Linked DNA regions of Ovis aries: region 2 is linked to region 1. A link is a contact called in public Hi-C data. All regions are on one chromosome and are shown on one strand. The core of a region is the stretch at or near the end of the contact, and the rest is flanking DNA. Distances in the headings are between cores, read along the strand shown. Region 1 overlaps LOC121818076 (a long non-coding RNA gene). Region 2 overlaps LOC121818076 (a long non-coding RNA gene).

Evidence for each region. A called contact is a pair of places that touch in the nucleus more often than the background predicts.
Region 2: a contact with region 1 is called in a Hi-C map of tail adipose tissue, with 10 times the contacts expected there. The contact joins two enhancer-like sites. A contact is called at or near these places in 9 of 16 Hi-C or Micro-C datasets (hypothalamus, liver, mesenteric adipose tissue and 5 more).

Annotation. Positions count from the first base shown.
Region 1 is chr26:23,136,109-23,141,617 of ARS-UI_Ramb_v3.0, forward strand. The region is part of intron 2 of LOC121818076 (a long non-coding RNA gene); the gene reads left to right. Among named protein-coding and RNA genes, the nearest start is that of TRMT9B, 81 kb to the right of the region's middle. Within about 2 kb of position 4,138, at least 6 of the 54 cell types and tissues checked have an H3K27ac peak or open chromatin away from gene starts, as enhancers often do.
Region 2 is chr26:23,283,756-23,289,349 of ARS-UI_Ramb_v3.0, forward strand. All of the region lies in intron 3 of LOC121818076 (a long non-coding RNA gene), which reads left to right. Among named protein-coding and RNA genes, the nearest start is that of TRMT9B, 67 kb to the left of the region's middle. Within about 2 kb of position 1,991, at least 6 of the 54 cell types and tissues checked have an H3K27ac peak or open chromatin away from gene starts, as enhancers often do.

The sequences.
Region 1 (5,509 bases), core at 2,888-5,387:
TCAGCAGTCAGGTTGCATCAGGGTTTTCTTCGAGGAACATGTGTTTCCTGAAGCAAATAGCTTGGTTATTTTGTTTGGTCCTAGCATCATTTAACAAAGGTACAGGGAAGTATGTTGGCTTCAGTGCTTGGGTGTTACAGATGTGGAATCATGAAGCAGGAGGGTTAGTTCTTTGGAGAAGGAAGAGGATGAAGTGAGAGGAGCTTCCCAGAAGAGTTACTCAGGTGAGAGAGAGAAGTGCGATGTGAATTCTGCAGAGATTCGAGCTGGGAAAGAATTTAGATTGTCTCTCAAACTTGAATGTTGATACAGATCAGCAGGAAATGGCAACCCACACCAGTATTCTTGCCTGGAAAATCCCATGGACAGAGGAGCCTGGCAGGCTACAGTCCATGGGCTTGCAAAAGTCAGACACAGCTTAGCGACTAAACTACCAGCACCACTGATCAGCAGATCAGCAGGGGATATTGCCGCAATGCAGATTCTTTATCCTGCCGTTCTCGGTTCCCAGGTGACACTGGCGCTGGTCTGGGGACCGCACTGTTGAGTCATGAGGTCCTTGACCCATAGAGGACATGCAAAACCTCCCCAGCACAAAGTGGTCAGGTGTATTCGGGGAGCATCCCCTAGGTGTTTGTGTGGATGGTGGTGAGGGAGGCGGTGAGAGAGAGAGGCCCTGGCTTAGGAGGGCTTGTGGCCAGGAGAGGCTCTGGGACTCCAGGGGCCAGCTGCCCAACTGTGACTGCACATCCAAGGTGAATTAGAAGCACGAGCTCTGAACTGGTGGGTTCGGAATGGATGGTGTTCACTGGGATGTTGTGCTTTTCACCACGGCTGGGCTGCCAACCACTTCTGTAAGTGAAGGGGGGCCGGGGGGGTTTAGGCGACTCTGATGGTGGCGGCGAGCTGCAGTGGATGGGGCCGCACAGGAGGAGGCCTGAGTTCCCCGGGAGCTGTGGGAATTTCCTTCAGCTGTTGAGTTAACATGGGTTAGAAATCCGGGCCCAAGGGAACGCGAGTGCCTAGCTGGAGAAGGGACAGCCAGGTTCAGGAAATTTCCTACTCTGGGCTTGGGATGTCCTCCAGGGATGGATGCCCTGCAGGACACCTCGTGTCCCTGGGCTCCTGGCCATGGAATGGACCACCAAGGCCGGCTGGGGACATGGAGGGACCAGAGTGGGCACAAAGTGAGGCGGGGACACTGAAAATCAATGGGTGTGCTACCCGGCTTTCCTAAGCGCGGTCCTGACCTGGGCCTGACACCATTGGGCTGCTCCTAGTTGGATATGTTCCTGGGAAAAATGCCTTTGTATAAATCAGAAATTCCGAATTTGATCTGTTGATGTTGGAAATGCTTGCTTCCTCTATTTCTTTCAGTTTCGTTTGTATCCTTCTAACCAATACTGAACTCTTAATGGTTTTCTTTTTACAAGTAGAATGGGACAAATGTCTCAGCTTCCTTACTCACAGTTGTTCTTGTCCTGTTTGTCCTTTTAAACAATGTCTGGGCCACCTGTTCGGAGAGGATGTTAGGTTTCACCCTGTGCCGGGGGCCCTCCTCGATAGCCCTTGCTTTTCCTGATGCTTTGAAACTCAAACACAGGTTGTGTCTTACTCAGTTTGCCTGGAACTGGTAGCATGAACCTCAGTTTACTGGTGAGGAAATTGTGCAGATGAGAAAGCTGAGGCTCAGGATGGATCAAGCCGACTGCTTAAGCCCGTGGACAGAGAATACAACCACAAAACTGAATCCAGGTCCTCTTAGAGCCCTGCGTCCTGGGGCGTGGAGAGGAGATATCGTACACAGAGAAAATGTAGTATGTAAAGATGGTGAGGGCTGTGGGCCAACACGAAGCTTTGAGGGGAACGTGTGTGTTTGTGGGGTGTCTGTGGGGGGTGTGTTGTAAGAGTGTGTGTGTGTGATATGTGTAAGGAGTGTGTGATGTGTGTGTGTGGAGTGTATATGGTGTGTGTTTGTGTGTGGTATGTGTGTGTGGTGTGTGTATATGGGGTGTGTGTGGTGTGTGTGTGGGTGTGTGTGTGGTATGTATGTGTGGTGTTGTGTGTGTGTGTGGTGTGTGAATGCATCTGTGGTATGTATGTGTGTGCTATGTTTGTGTGAGTGTGTGTGGTGTGAGTGTGGTGTGAGTGTGTGGTATGTGTGTGTGGTGTGTGTCTGTGTGTGTGGTATGTATGTGTGGTGTGTGAGTGTGTGTGTGTGTGCTATGTGTGGTGTGTGTGGTTTGTGAGTGTGTGTGGTGTGTGAGTGTGTATGGTATGTAGGTGTGTGGTGTGTGTGTGGTGTGTGTGTGGTGTGTGTGTGGTGGTGTGAGTGCATCTGTGGTATGTATGTGTGTGCTGTGTTTGTGTGCTATGTGTGTGGTGTGTGAGTGTGTGTGGTATGTAGGTGTGTGGTGTGTGTGTGGTGTGTTTGTGGTGTGTGTGGTGTGTGAGTGTGTATGGTATGTAGGTGTGTATTGTGTGTGGTGTGTGTGTGTGTGTGTGTGTGTGGTATGTGTGTGGTATGGTATGTGTGTGGTATGTATGTGTGGTGTGTGAGTGTGTGTGTGTGTGCTATGTGTGGTGTGTGTGGTTTGTGTCTGTGGTGTGTGAGTGTATATGGTATGTAGGTGTGTGGTGTGTGTGTGGTGTGTGTGTGGTGGTGTGAGTGCATCTGTGGTATGTATGTGTGTGCTGTGTTTGTGTGCTATGTGTGTGGTGTGTGAGTGTGTGTGGTATGTAGGTGTGTGGTGTGTGTGTGGTGTGTTTGTGTGGTGTGTGTGTGGTGTGTGAGTGTGTATGGTATGTAGGTGTGTATTGTGTGTGTGGTGTGGTGTGAGTGCATCTGTGGTATGTATGTGTGTGCTGTGTTTGTGTGGTGTGTGTGTGGTGTGTGAGTGTGTGTGGTATGTAGGTGTGTGGTGTGTGTGTGGTGTGGTATGTATGTGTGTGGTGCGTGTGTGGTGTGTGTGTGTGGTGTGTGTATGTGTACAATTGAGTGATCAGGGAGACGACTTTGAGGATGTGATATCTGAGCCGAGGTTGGGAGAAAGTGAGAGACACATTGCTTGTACTTCAGAGAAAAGCATTCCCAGTAGAGGGAACAGCCAGTGCGGAGCCCCTGCGTCCTGAGCTGTGTGAGGAATAGCCGGGCGGCAGCAAGGCCGGAGCTGGGGGCGCCCAGGCGCCGAGTGGGGGGTGAGACTGGAGGGCGCGGGGGTCGTGCAGTGGGCGCTGGAAGGCTGCTGACAGTTCTCTTCTCACGCCTGTGAGGCTGGAGCAGCCCTTTCTCTCTGTGCAGGACATGTGTGCATCGCAGGGTGGATGTGGAAATCAGGGAGTTGGTGCGGGGTGAAAGCCTAGCAGGGTGCTGGGGGTACCTCGTGAGGAAGCCCCAGAGGCCTCGCGCTGAGTCGCTTCACACCCATGCAGCCGGCTTCCTTCCGCTGTTCTCTTTGCCAGGTTGCATGCGCAGTATTCTTAAGTTGTTCAGACCCTCCGCATTTCAACTCTCAGTAGCCTGAAGTATTCCAGTGTTGCCTTAGCAGCTAAAGATCACCATTTCAGCCCTTTATCACATTTGACATTCCCCCAAAGACCTTCCTTGCTTTTTCTCCCACAGACTATATTCTCTTCTGCCTTCTGTCCAGTGTGATCCTGTGTTATCACTAAACATATCTGAGTATGAGGCAGTGTGCTTTAGAAGACACAGCAGCTGGCTTGGACAGCCTCTGTTTGCATAGATCTGTCTGAATTACTACTGAATTACCAATTTGTTAGTTACGGAGCCTAGTGGGCTGCAATCCATGAGGTCGCGAAGTCGGACACAACTGAGCGACCTCACTTTCACTTTTCACTTTCATGCATTGGAGAAGGAAATGGCAACCCACTCCAGGGTTCTTGCCTGGAGAATCCCAGGGACGGGGGAGCCTGGTGGGCTGCCATCTATGGGGTCGCACAGAGTTGGACACGACTGAAGCGACTTAGCAGCAGCAGCAGCAGCAGCAGCAGCAGCAGCAGCAGCAGCAGCAGCAGCAGCAGCAGGTGTTTGAAAGTTAGTGTTGACTCAGCATCAGCTAGTTCTGGAAAGACCTTTAGGTGGTGCTGGCGTGTGCTGCCGGCGTGGTTCACAGCCGGCTTTTACGTCCAGAAGAGGGCGCCCTAGTTCCACCGTCGCTGCAGGGTCCTCTAGTCTCAGCTCCCCCGCTGGGCTCTGTTTTTCCTCCTTTTCGTCTCCCTGACTCTCTGATCAGATTCTAGCTCGTTCTCTCTGAACTTTGCACTGTATCTTATTTTCATTTCCATCTGCTCCATTGTCAGAATGGGAACACGTGTTTGCTCATGTGTCTGACCCTTGGGACCCGATGGACTGTAGCCCGCCAGGCTTCTCTGTCCGTGGGATTCTCCAGGCAAGAACACTGGAGTGGGTTGCCATTTCCTCCTCCAGGGGACTGAACCTGTGTCTCCTGCATGTCCTGCATTGGCAGGCGGATGCTTTACCACTGGTGCCACCTGGGAAGTTCAGCCCCTCCCACTACACCTTCGGCCTTCCAGAGGAATCTTCCCAAGCAGCTAGTCCAAACCCCTCCCATGCTTTCTGACATTATAGTTTGAAGTCTGAATTTACAGGGAGGCATTCAAGGCCCATGAGAATAGTCTGTTATGTGTGCAACAGTATTACATCTAAAAGATTATACAGAACTTAATTTTAAAATACCTTATTTCTGAAAAATTGCCAACCATCCTCTGAGACTTCAGTGATTCATAATTTTTGCAATAGTAACATCAAAGATAACTGATATCAGATATCATAGAAGACACAGGAATAATGAAGAAGTTTGAAATATTGCAAGAAGTCCCAAAATGTGACACAAAGTGAGCAGATGCAGCTGACAGAATGGCTTGGAGAGACTTGCTCAATACAGGGTTGCCGCAGACCTTCCTTTTGTAAAAAAGGCCGCATCTGTGACTTGCAGGCACACACGGTCTGCCTGTACCAACGTATCTCTGTAGTGAGAGCAAGGCAAGTTCTCCATGGACACCCCCTTCTGAGGGCGGAGGCCTCACTAGATGGAACGGGTGCGGTTCTTCCAACTGCTGTGCTGAGCCTCCCCCTGGACCAAGGAGCTCTGCCTGTAGGAGGTGTGCAGGTCACTTCAGCCCACACACTGAGGGCCCCCAATTGATAAAATAGACTGCAGGATTGGATGACGACAGTCTAACGATCAACGTCCATGCAGTCATCTTGTGTCGTGGAACTTTGGGGATTCAACTGCATCTCTTTGATGAGAAAACTTTAGATGCCTTTGATGTGGGCGCACACAAGCAGACCACCACCTTGTCTGGGCAGGGACGGTGGTCTCTCATTACAGCCCAGGAACAGGACCCATGGAAATGGCTCCACCGAGTCATTGGGAAGTGGCAGCTCCACCCACTTTATGCCAAGCCTGAAGCATGGGCCCAGGAATCTTTGCCAAGTTTCCCAGACGCAGGGCCAGCGCTCAGGCTC
Region 2 (5,594 bases), core at 741-3,240, 150 kb after region 1:
TGCCCGTTCTGTACTTGCCTGCCCCATGCTCCAGGATGGTGATGGATTGCCACCACTGACTCTCCTTCTCTGCAGTGCTCCTATTTTGACTGTAGTGACAGGACAGTCTCTTGATTTTCTTCTCTTTTCCTCACAAGCAACATTTCAGTCTTCGATGCAGGTTCTTCCACTTTGGCACAACACGAAAGCTCTTCTCTTTTATTTACCTCTCTTATGGAACTGACTGGAAAATACAAGCCTTCTCTTGGGTCAGTTTAAAAAAATGTTTCCATAAATGTTTATATGTTCTGCAGTTTTCTCCTAAGCATCTATAATGTATTAAACTATGTCTATATAAAGCTCTCAAATATTCTTAATGAGTAAAAAAATCAATGGTGGGGTTATGATTTTGGTCTGAACGTGCTTTCAAACATTGTCATCCCAATGGATGATTCATCCAAAATGGCTGAAATGATTGCTATTTAGTATTTCTTCTGAGGGTAGCCCACAACTACTTACTTTTTAAAAAATTTAAACATATTCATTTATTATGTTAATAATAAAAATAATAACATAATAAAAATCCCAATCTTTGATATTTTAATATTGAATATTTAATAAATAATAACAACATAATTGAGAGTCCCTTGGACTGCAAGGAGATCCAACCAGTCCATTCTGAAGGAGATCAGCCCTGGGATTTCTTTGGAGGGAATGATGCTGAAGCTGAAACTCCAGTACTTTGGCCACCTCATGTGAAGAGTTGACTCATTGGAAAGGACTCTGATGCTGGGAGAGATTGTAGGCAGAAGGAGAAGGGGATGACAGAGGATGAGATGGCTGGATGGCATCACTGACTCAATGGACGTGAGTCTGAGTGAGCTCCGGGAGTTGGTAATGGACAGGGAGGCCTGGCGTGCTGCGATTCATGGGGTTGCAAAGAGTCGGACACGACTGAACGACTGAACTGAACTGAACTTAACAACATAATAAAAGCTCCAGGTCCCAGCTGCCACATGGGGGAACTTTAGTTTTAAAATGTGAACTCTTAGTTGTGCTTTGAGGGAGCTAGTTCCTTGCCCAGGGATGGAATCCAGGCCCCTTGGGTTGGAAGTGCCAAGTCTTAGCCACTGGACCATCAGGAAAGTTGCTACTATCTTTAATTTTTATTTGTTTCTTTGCCTTTTAAAATTTATTTTTAATTGACATATACTTGATTTACAATGTTGTGTTAATTTCAGATATCAGCAAAGTAACTCAGTTATATACATATATTTTTTCAAATTCTTTTCAATGGTAGTTTATTACAAGATATTGGATATAGTTTTGTTTTATATTTCTGGCTGTGTTGGGTCTGTGTTGCTGTGCAGGCTTTCTCTAGTTGCAGCGAGCGGGGCCTGCTCTCTAGTTGCAGTGTGAGGGCTTCTCATTTCAGTGGCTTCCTTTGACTCTTGTTTAGGAACACTAGCTATAGGGCATGTGGGCTTTAATAGTTGTGGCACAGGCCTGAGTTGCTCCATGGCTTATCAGATCTTCCCAGATCAGGGATTGAACCTGTGTCTCCTGCATCTCCTGCATTGGCAGGCGGATTCTTTACCACTGAGCCAACAGGCTTTTGTTGGTTATCTGTTTTGTGTATAATATCAACTACTTACTTTCTAGATGAATGGTGCAGAGAAGTGATTGGCAGATGTGATAGACATCACCATGGCAACTCTTCATAAAGGAAATTGATGGCTGAGCAAGTTGAGGGTTTGTATTAAGAGCTTAGTAATCCCCAGGCTGTTTGTTCAGGTTCTGTAACTTCCTAAGGATTTCAGATTTTATTAGTTCAGAAAGCCTCACCCACAAAATATATATTTATCACTTCAATTTGTTTTTTGGCTGCCACAGAGTTTAGCCCGCTGAAATATTTTATTTTTCTGTCAGTGGCATTTGCGTCAAGAGCTCTGACCAAATATGACCTCGGTCAGTGCTAGATTCCAGCCAACACACACCAGACACTGAAAGCGTCACACCCTGTCTTCAATTTCCCCCTCCAAGACCAGCTACATAATTCTAGGGACTCAGTGCAAAGTGAAAATGTAGACTCATTTGTTGAAAAATTAGGGAGGATTTCCAAACAATGACAGCACAGCATTAAGGCATGCCAAGTCCCTTTGGCTCAGCTGTAGTTTGTTCGTCCACAAGGGCAACCAGGCTCCCTGTCTCCTTGCCCTCTCCTTCTTTCATCCAGGCTGACATTTTCTTCTCTCCTGCTTGTTTTCAAGAAGGTGAAAATAGCTAGAAGCTTCGCCAGGCAGCCAAGTCTTAATCCTCATTATTCCAAGTGAGAGAAATGAAAAAGGCTCACTCCTCTTGCAGATTTGGGTGATGAAAGAGAACACCACTTCTGAATGCTGACTGTACAAAATTATTAGCCTGAAAAAGTCAGAAAACGTTGCTCTGAAAGGATCCCTGCCCTGACAGAGATGAGACTGAACAGCCTTTTGGTCTTTTTCCACTTTTTAAAAAATTTCTAGAACTCTGTGCAAATGTGTCTAAGTATAGTCGATACTTAATATGCCAAATCAGAGCTCTGTTTTAATAATGGGAGAAATATATCTATGGTTTCAAGCAAGCCATTGTCTTTCCTTCAAGTATATTAACAGTAATAAGAAAAAAAGAAAAGTTCTTTGAAGAAAATATTTGAGAACCAGTCTCATCCTAATTCCGTAGTATGGATAACAAGAAAGGCATTTGTGGTTGAAGGATTTGTCTCTGGTGGAGGATAACTTAGTATTTCCCTAAATGTACCTTGCAATTGCTACTGTTCCATGATCGTGAGGACTCCATGCTCAAATAAGGCTGGGAAATTCTGCTTTAGAGATCCGCATAAAAGTCTCCTGGATGTCCTGCAGCTTAGAAAGGGGAGGGGAGGGGAGAGAATCTTTAAGCCATCTGCTCTTTGTTTAACCCAGTTTTGCCCAAACACATTTAATCACAGAATGCTTTCATTGTGTAGTAACTATTAAAGTCATGATGTTGATTAGGTACACTGTGGGAAATGCAGATTTAATGAATCCATGGAGATCATTGGAAAGGATTTTGTATTGTTGGTCACCTGCTAGATTTCAACCAGTGTTTTATGCCACTGCCATGCCTTCACTCAAATCGAACCAGCCCTCAGAGGTGGTTATTGTAATCCTGATGTTATATACACGGTGAACAAGTTAAGTGATTGACTCGGACACACAACTTTAGGTGGCATAGGGTTTCTGAACTGGTGTCTGACTCTCCAGCCCGAGGCCCCTTCCTCCACAGCACTCAGAATTTACTAACAGTGGTGAAACAGGGCAGCATAAAGTATTTATAACATCTTATGAATGCATACTCTCAGTTCTGAAGGTTGAGTCTTTCTTAAGATACATGGAATTCTCTTGACAGATTTTTTTCCACAAATGAAACAATAAATCTGCCTTCTCTTGTGGTTTGCCATCTGTTATGAAGCCCAAGAGAAAAATCTTTCTCTTTACAGAAAAGCTTGGCTGAACATTTATACCAAGTAACTAAGGTGCAGAATGCAGAATACCTCAGTGGAGAATCACAATTAATAGGCTGGTCTGCATACTGTTAGACTGAAACTAATACTGGGATGTTGTACTTCTCAGTAAGTAGGTTAGTTAGCCTCTAGCAGAAATTTGCAAACTTTTATTAACCAGCTACCAGAGGCATGCGTGGGTACTAAGCTGCATCAGAATCAAAGGAAATAATCAGGTTTGCATTAACTTCTGCTCAGATCCTGATTTACCCTTTAAAAATTTTTTTTGGCTGTGCTAGGTCTTAGTTGCAGCACACAGGATCTTCACTGTGTCATGCAGGGTCTTTTGCTGTGCTGCATGGACTCTCTAATTGTAGCTCATGGATTCAGTTGCTCCGTGGCATGTGGGGATCTTAGTGCCCCGACCAGGGATTTAACCCATGTCCCCTGACTTGCAAGGCAGATTCCTAACCACTGGACCACCAGGGAAGTCCCCTGATTTACTCTTTATACTTAAAGCTAAAAATGATATTTACTGTTGAGCATCTTTTCTCACTTGATCTGAAATAATTCAGTGTTTTAGACTTACTAGTTTCTACGGATTTTCAGGAAAACTTAATTGGTGAATCATTGCACATATTAATATTAAAGGAAGTATTCCATAAATAAAGCCAGTCGAGAACAGAGGCTGCATCAAGTAGGCACCGGTACAAACAGCCATAGCAAGAAAGAATACATGGTAAGAAGGGTTAGAATAGACTGCTCAGACCAGAGGTCACAGAGAGAGGAGACCCACCCATTTAGAGAAAGCTCAATTCATGTCAGCACTTGAGGGATAAGTGAGGATTAATTAAAGACACCAAGTGGATTGGCTGTAAAGCAATCTGTTTGAAACACTGACATATACTAGGAAGCAGTAGACCTAAGATTACAAGAGAAACTGCTTCTCCTAGCAGCTGGAGCCCCTGAAAGCAGTGTCTTTTCTCCAGTCTGGGTTTTAGGGTAAAATAGCATCGCTGTGGGCTTCCCTGCTGGTCCAGTGGTTGAGACCTTGCCTTCCAGTGCAGAGAGTGCAGGTTAGATCTCTGGTTGGGAGCTAAGATCCCACATGCCTCGGAGCCAAGAAACCGAAACATAAAACAGAAGCAATATTGCAGCAAATTCAGTAAAGACTTAAAACACACACACACACACACACACACACACACACACAGCTGTCACCCATGCAGGACTGTTCTCAAAAGAGCCACACCACCATGAAGGTGCCCCGCCAGAGACAGCAGCCAGGGGTCGAGATGGGGAGACAAGCGCCAGAAAAGCTTATTCTGGAACATATAGGAGAAGAACCTTTCAAAACTCTCTGAAAGAATTGAAGGGATTCTTGAGGGTGGCTAATTTCTAGCCGTCAATTAGAGCCTATACAGGAAGTATTAGTATAAGTCTATGTTACAGAGGCAGGCTGGAAAAGGAAGCAGGGACTAACCATCTACTTTGGGTTGGATCAGTTATACTGGCTGTGGTTTGTGTCTCTCCAGCCCCCACTTAGCCTGTAACAAAGTCCTCTCCTCCTGACCAGGGTTGTGGGCAATCACAGTATGTCATGCGTGCCCACAGGGCTCTGAAATTAATAGAGGTGTGAGCATGTAACCGAGATGGAGCCTCTTAGGATGTATCCTTAAGCTTGTTAAGAGCTGGATTCAAATAGTACCAAAACATTTATAATAAAGTTTGGGAAATGAAATGCTGACCATTTAATGGAGTTGCAGTTCATGTGTTAGGTGCAATGATGTGTGTGTTCAGTCGCCAAATCATATCTGATTCTTTGCAACCCTGTGGCTGTGGCCCGCCAGGCTCCTCTGGCCATGGGATTTCCCAGACAAGAATACGGGACTGGGCTGCCATTTCCTCTGCCAGGGGATCTCCCTGACCCAGGGAACATCTTTGGCATCTCCTGCATTGGCAGGTGGATTCTTTACTCCTGAACCACCTGGGAAGTCTATAAATTACATTTAGTGCATTGTACATACAGACATATGTAAAATAATTATACCAACACCATTTATTGAATGATTCACAATTTTCCCACCAGTTTGAT